Regions from separate parts of the Gossypium arboreum genome. Here region 2 is linked to region 1. Evidence: chromatin contacts called from public Hi-C data. All regions are on one chromosome and are shown on one strand. The core of a region is the stretch at or near the end of the contact, and the rest is flanking DNA. Distances in the headings are between cores, read along the strand shown.

Region 1 (3,324 bases), core at 399-2,898:
TACCTCATTTTCGATTCTAAATTTTTTTTAATATTTATTTCTAGTACACTATTCGCTATTTCAAAAATTTTTCTAACTTCACATTTAACTTATATTCACTAAATTATTAATATTTTTCTACTCATTTTTCAATTTAGTGATCTCGAATCACTGTTCCGACAACACTGAAAATTTAGGCTATTACAGCAGAGGTATTACTTTTATTTATTAATTTACCTTTTTATCCTTGAAAGTTTCTTTATCAATCTTATTTTTTTTTTCAGATTTGGCAGCCAAGTTCTGCTGATAACGGGGAAGAAATACCTCTGCCAAATTCATTAAAATATTTATAATAAAATGTTGGAAGATAAATTTTAATATTTTATTAAATAAATTTATAAATTCACATATTTTAATAATTTTATATAAGTAAAATAATTTAAAAACTTCTATTATATATTAATTCTAATATGGTGTCCTTAATAGTCATTTTTATTTTCACCTCACCGCTACAACTGCGTTTGAATCCAAACACACACTCCATCATTGTTTCTAATCTCACCGCTACAGTATCCAATATTACCGCTACAGTAACTAATCTCACTGCCATCGCTGTTTTTAACCTCCCCGGAGGTAAACACACCCCATCTAACTTAAGCCTAGGAGGGATTGACTAGTGAGTGGCGTGGGTGCCTAGGGAGTAGTGTTTTATTTTTTATTTTTTCCTTTGCTCTTTTAATTACCATTTTTTTTCCTTTTGGGCCGAAAATTACAAATGTTTTGGGCTTTATGGTTTTGAGTTGGTTGGGCTTTTTATTTTTCAGCTTGGTCCAGGCAATACAAACCCAAATTTCCCAAAAACAGTCCAAATGGTTTTTAGTTACTCTCTGGATCAGTCTATTGGTCTATAACATCATTGATATGGAGTCAACAACCATGGTAACAATCAAAACTTTTAAGGTTAAGGCTTAAATGCAACATCTAGAGATCTCCGATCAGAGATCCAAGCAATCTGGTGACTGAGACTAAAAGCGACAAGACGGAGTGGGGATGTGTTTGGACTCCAGGTGTCGGACGAAAGCTGAAAAGGGGCTGGCGTGTGACAACATTAGAGGATGGTGGACTAAATCAATAAAGGCGCAAGACAAGGAGAATGAGACACGATGCAGGCGAAATTTAAATGCTGGGCCATTGAGCAAAAAAGCTACTTTAAAAAACAAAAGCTCAAAGACTGATGAAAGGAGGAAGTTGAGCACCAATAAGGAAATAAAAGACTACCCAGGAGTTGCAAAACATGGTTTTAAAAATTAGATCAATAATCGAATCAGTTATATCATCATGTATCAATTAAATAAATTATTTAAAATTTATAAAAAATTTACACAAAATTTGGTTAAATTTCTAAATCTAAATAAATATATTAATTAATTTTCGATTTAATTGATACAATTAACGGAAACGAGAGATGTCTGTCTTCCAGAAACTAAAATCTTGATTGTTAGGATGAATTTGGATTTAATTAATTGGGATGAATCAAGTTGGTTGATTTGATATTGGGATCTTGAGTTTTCTAATTTGGGTCTGACACCTCCCACTTACCCTAAATTTGTTCCTTTGCCCTTAATTATGTATCAAATTTCTTTCCTCCCGACTTCTCACGTGTTATCGTATGCAACCAAACAAAACAGCAAGGATTATAAATTTTGCAACCAAAGTCCTCTCGTCCAATTATAAGACCCCACGTCAACGTCAAAACTGCCCCTTTGGCTTTGGTGACCCACAGGTTTTACCAGAATCAACGAGCGCCCATGCAACTCGGCCTCCCAAACCGGCTCCGGACAAATCACGGCTCGGTTCGATTATATAAACACTCCTTACTTCCACTAATCCCTCACTAAAACCAACTTTGTCTAACCATTTTTCTCGGTGCTGAGAAATTCAGAGAAGAAAAATGATTCTCCCAGTTTGTTACTTTTCTCTTTAATCTACGTGACTCTCTCTTTCTGTTCCTTTTTCTTTGCCGATCTCCTGCATTCTGAATCTCAAATTAGGTACTTAATCTTCATTTTTTAGCTTTAATCTCTTCGTTTTTTATCTTTAATTTCTTGGGTTCCTACATTATTTGTAAGGTTTATTTTCTTACATTTTGGTTAACTTTCATTGGATTCTCCGTCACATTCTTGTTGATTTTCCTGCAAAAAATAATTTTATATAACGAAAGATTGCTACAACGATTTAGGCTTTTGCTTTTCTTTTTCAGTGACTCATGTTAGTCAAACGTTTGACTAACAGTATTGATTAAAGATTCTTCTCCTTAGCTTAATTTTTATATTTAAGTTTTACAATTATTACTTTTATTTGATTTTCAGCTGATTACTGATAGGAAATTATCAAATCCGAGGCACCATGGAAGCAGACGACAAGTTTTTGAACATGGGTATTCTCATAGTTGCCACTCTAGTAGTGGCCAAACTCATATCGTTCCTCATAATGCCCAGATCTAAGAGGCAGGTGCCGCCAGTAATCAAAAGCTGGCCTGTAATTGGTGGGCTCCTTCGATTCATGAAAGGGCCCATCGTGATGATCCGGGAGGAGTACCCAAAGCTCGGCAGTGTTTTCACGTTGAACATGTTTAACAAGAAGATAACTTTCTTGATCGGACCTGAGGTTTCAGCACACTTCTTTAAGGCTTCAGAATCAGACCTCAGCCAACAGGAAGTTTATCAGTTCAATGTGCCGACTTTCGGCCCTGGTGTGGTGTTTGATGTGGATTACTCAATAAGGCAAGAGCAGTTCCGGTTCTTTACGGAGGCCCTTCGAGTTAATAAACTTAAGGGTTATGTAGATCAGATGGTTACTGAAGCTGAGGTGAGTAGTTTGCTATGAATTTGGTTCGTGTTGTGCTTGTTTATATATTGTGCATTATTGGATGATCCCGTATCTGACCCCTCATAAAGAAGCGACAACAATTCCATAGTATCTGACTAGGGAAAATGAAGTTTTACCTGACATGGAGTTTGCATTTATGTTTTCGAGTAAATTGTAGTTTGGTGGGTGATAAACGAATCCAGTTAAGTAAAATTGGTTTGTTTGTTTCATTGTGGAATGTGGATTATGTGAAATACAAGCTGCACATGCTTATAAAGTTATTTTGAACATTGATATTGCTTTCTTTAAAATCAATGTCATATTTCGTGTTCTTGTGATTCGTGCATAAAATCTATGTTTCCTACTGTTTCCTTGATGAGTGTGAAGGGTCGTTATTACTTGATGATTTGTTGTGCTTAACATGCTTAAAGTCTACTCCTTGGTTTACTCCTGTGAACAAAAAGGAATAAAGCATAA
Region 2 (3,324 bases), core at 419-2,918, 300 kb before region 1:
GAGATCTCCCCTTCACTCTGATTCAAACCCTCCCAAAAAGTAAAGACGAGGTGACTTGACAACAGTCGGCTTCCAGAGCAAGAAATTCAGCTCCATCAACTCGATTCACATGGATTTCACGGCATTTAATTTAACAGAAAGTTTTTTTTTTTTAATCTTGTTTACAGTTCTTTTTTTCGCTTTATGTGTAATACTATTTGCTTTGAGGTTTCAATTTAACACAACGAAAGGTAAAAAATATATATATAACCGAAAGAAGATAAATAAAATAAAACCCTAGAAAAGAGAAAGTGGAGGAGGAAGGAAGGGACAAGAAAACATAAGATTTTGATTAGAGGAAGTGGAGGTTGTTTTTAAGGGTGAGAGCCTTGGGAATTGAGAGAGTGAGTGAGTGAGGAAGAAACTAAAACAAAAAGGAAAAAGAAAAAGAAATTAATTAGTCCATTTTCCATACATTAAACCTAAAAAATGTCCATAACATGCGTGAAGGTGAGACACAAAGACAACTTAGATAAAAGCGAAAACACACAGACATAATTAGCCCTTCCCTTCCCTTACTTTTTTTTCCTTTTAATCTACGATTTCGTTTGGTGGAGCCAAAATTTTTAACAGCGTGCTGTGGATACCAAAACCTACGTCGTCGTTTCGAGGATGTTCTTGAAAACGGCGTTACGACTGTGTGTTTCTGACAGGAGCTACCTTCCTTACCCCTCCCTCATTCAGAGAGAAAAAAAAGGGAAAAGAGAAAGGTGAAGAGTGCAAGTGGAGAAGCGTGTAATGAAATATCTACTTTTTGAAGTTTGAATTGGTGGGAGATTGGAAAATAACGCGCCATGAGCGAGTGGTAGTAGATCATAGAAACTGAAAGATGCTTCTGTCTCGCTAACTCAGCAATCGAGGAAGCGGGACCCAAACTAGAACTACTCTCTTTCCTCTTCCATTTTGATTTTCTTGCTCCGGTCGGTCCCGTCACCTGCCAAATTTTAATTATCATTCTTTTTGGATAATTGAACGCAATCTGCATAGATTACATTTCCATCCATTGTATTCATATATGTTCCAAATCTTAATTAATCATAATAATTTTTTATAAATTCGAATATTTATTCTTTCTAAATGTAAATTTCTCTGAGACTTGGTGGTGATCAAAATATCTAGCATATATATTATGAATCGGTGGAAAGAGAGGAGGGCGAAGGGTGGGGACCTGAAAATTAAAATTGTAATGGAAAGGCAACCAAGAAATTTCAGCCTTACTTGAGCACAGTTACTCAACTCATCACCGCCCCCAAAATATCTGCAACAATTGAACATGACATTTGTTGTGGGCATTTTTGTTCTGGGCAGTCGAGATGATAGATCCTCTCCTCTGCTCTTTGAGACAGTATTTCTTGGGACCTAAATTTGCTTTTCGTCCATCATATGTTAAGTTCTATATTTCGGGATAGCATTTCTCGAGCTTTGTTAGTGGGATATGAGAACATGTTTGATTGGGATTTTTTCCTTTTTGGTATGACAGTCATTTTATTCGAGCTAAAAAGATGGAGGCTCTTGATTGCTTTGCCGACTATTTTACCTATTTTCATGGATTCTTATAAAAGGTGATGGTCATGCTTGCTAGAATGTAGCAACGAGCTACTTTATCAAATTTCTTTCAACGTTTTCTAGTCTCGGCTTCAGTGATCGGAGAACAATTATTATCAATAACTGTTTTAGTTTGTTACAGTTCATGATAATCATGAAATTCCTGTTGTATTCCTTATTTTCATTCAGTTTGTTCTTTGTCACAGCTCATAACAATTATGAAGTTCCTATTCTATCCCTTAGTTATTTTCATTCAGTTTGTTGTTACTAAGTATGTTTAGTAAGTGAATAAGTATCATTTTCAAATTAAAAATAAAATATTCATTAATTAATATTTTTGTATTAAACAAATATTTGAAAAGCCTTTTGCAATATTTAATATGCATTAAGATGATGCATACGTTTAAATTAAATCTTGAAAATATTTGTAAGTCGTTGCAACGATAATTCCTACAAACATTGAATTAAGTCACATTGGGGTAATATTAATCAACTAGTAAGAACATGAATTTCCATCTAATTAATACGTGAACCTAATTTCTTAAGTATTCACACGTACTAATAATTGCTTCGCATTTGGCCATCATTCTAACTTTAGTAGATCTTTGTGGGAAGTTACTTAATTAGAATGATGTTTAGTGTATAACCATTAAATCAACACCCATCACATCATGTACCAAAAATGAGTCGTCTTGGGACAATCTCAGCGAGTAACATGTATGATTAGTTGTAATATCCCTAAACCGAGTCTAATAGTTTTGAGTATATTTTTCGAGTTCCTAGCGTGAAACTAGGAATTTATGGGGCTTCTAGTAATTTTTAATTTAATTTAGAAGGTTAATTTCATCTAAAATCAATTAAACAATAAGCTGAAAAAATAAAAATATTTTTGGAAAATTAATTTTAAAGTAATTGAATAATTATTAGTGAAAATAATTATTTGGATCGAAAAATATTTTAAATAATTTTTATTGGGGTTAATTTAAGTTAAATTTAAATATTAATTAAATTAGATTAAATTGTAAAATAAGGAAATTTTGGAGTACTTATTTGGCAAATAAACCTTAAAATTTGAAATTTTTTAGGGAAATAATCAATTGGCAAAGTAAGGGAAATGTGGGAGTAGCAATTAGGCAAATTCCCCAAATTTTAAATTTTTGGTGAGTTGTTTCAGTTTTAAGCACAATGCATCTAACCTGCTTTTCACACCATTTACATAAAATTAGAAAGTTATAAAATTAGTTTTCTTTGCATGGTTTTAAAGATCTATTATCAAATAATAGATCCAGCCAATTTTCTTTTCAAAATACACTCTCAATTCATCCGAAATTATTTTCAAAAGTAGCTAAGAATATTCTAAAATTTCTCAAGTTTCTTAAATCAAGATTTTCAATCAACGAATCTAGAGCGAATCAAAGGTAATCTTCAATCCTAAACTTGTTTTTATGAAGATTAAAAATATTTTTACATGATTTGAGAGTCAATTAAATGATTTTTATCAATGTCATCTTCTTCTAAAAACACATGGTTCTTTAATAGTGGATCTTGAATTTTGAGAGGAAATTCGTCAATCAATGGATGTTTCAACTCAAAATGGATCTATTAAAAGGTTTTTGGTATTATTTATCAAGATTAAACATGATTTTTGAGGTAATTTGAAGAAATGTTAATTTCATCATCTTCATGAACCGATTTTCTGAATTTTTGTGAAATTGATTTAAATGTGAAATTGATGCTTAG

The links. A called contact is a pair of places that touch in the nucleus more often than the background predicts.
Region 2: a contact with region 1 is called in a Hi-C map of leaf, with 2.0 times the contacts expected there. The contact joins the promoter of LOC108486201 here to the promoter of LOC108476525 in region 1. A contact is called at or near these places in 2 of 5 Hi-C or Micro-C datasets (both in leaf).

What each region holds. Positions count from the first base shown.
Region 1 is chr3:8,641,542-8,644,865 of ASM2569848v2, reverse strand. LOC108476525 (sterol 14-demethylase-like) reads left to right here and starts at 1,648. Exons shown (of 3, transcript XM_017778748.2): 1 at 1,648-2,030; 2 at 2,363-2,847. The coding sequence starts at 2,386.
Region 2 is chr3:8,942,661-8,945,984 of ASM2569848v2, reverse strand. It overlaps LOC108486201 (ADP-ribosylation factor GTPase-activating protein AGD3-like), which reads right to left and starts at 1,668. Exons shown (of 20, transcript XM_017790101.2): 1 at 1,258-1,668; 2 at 559-973.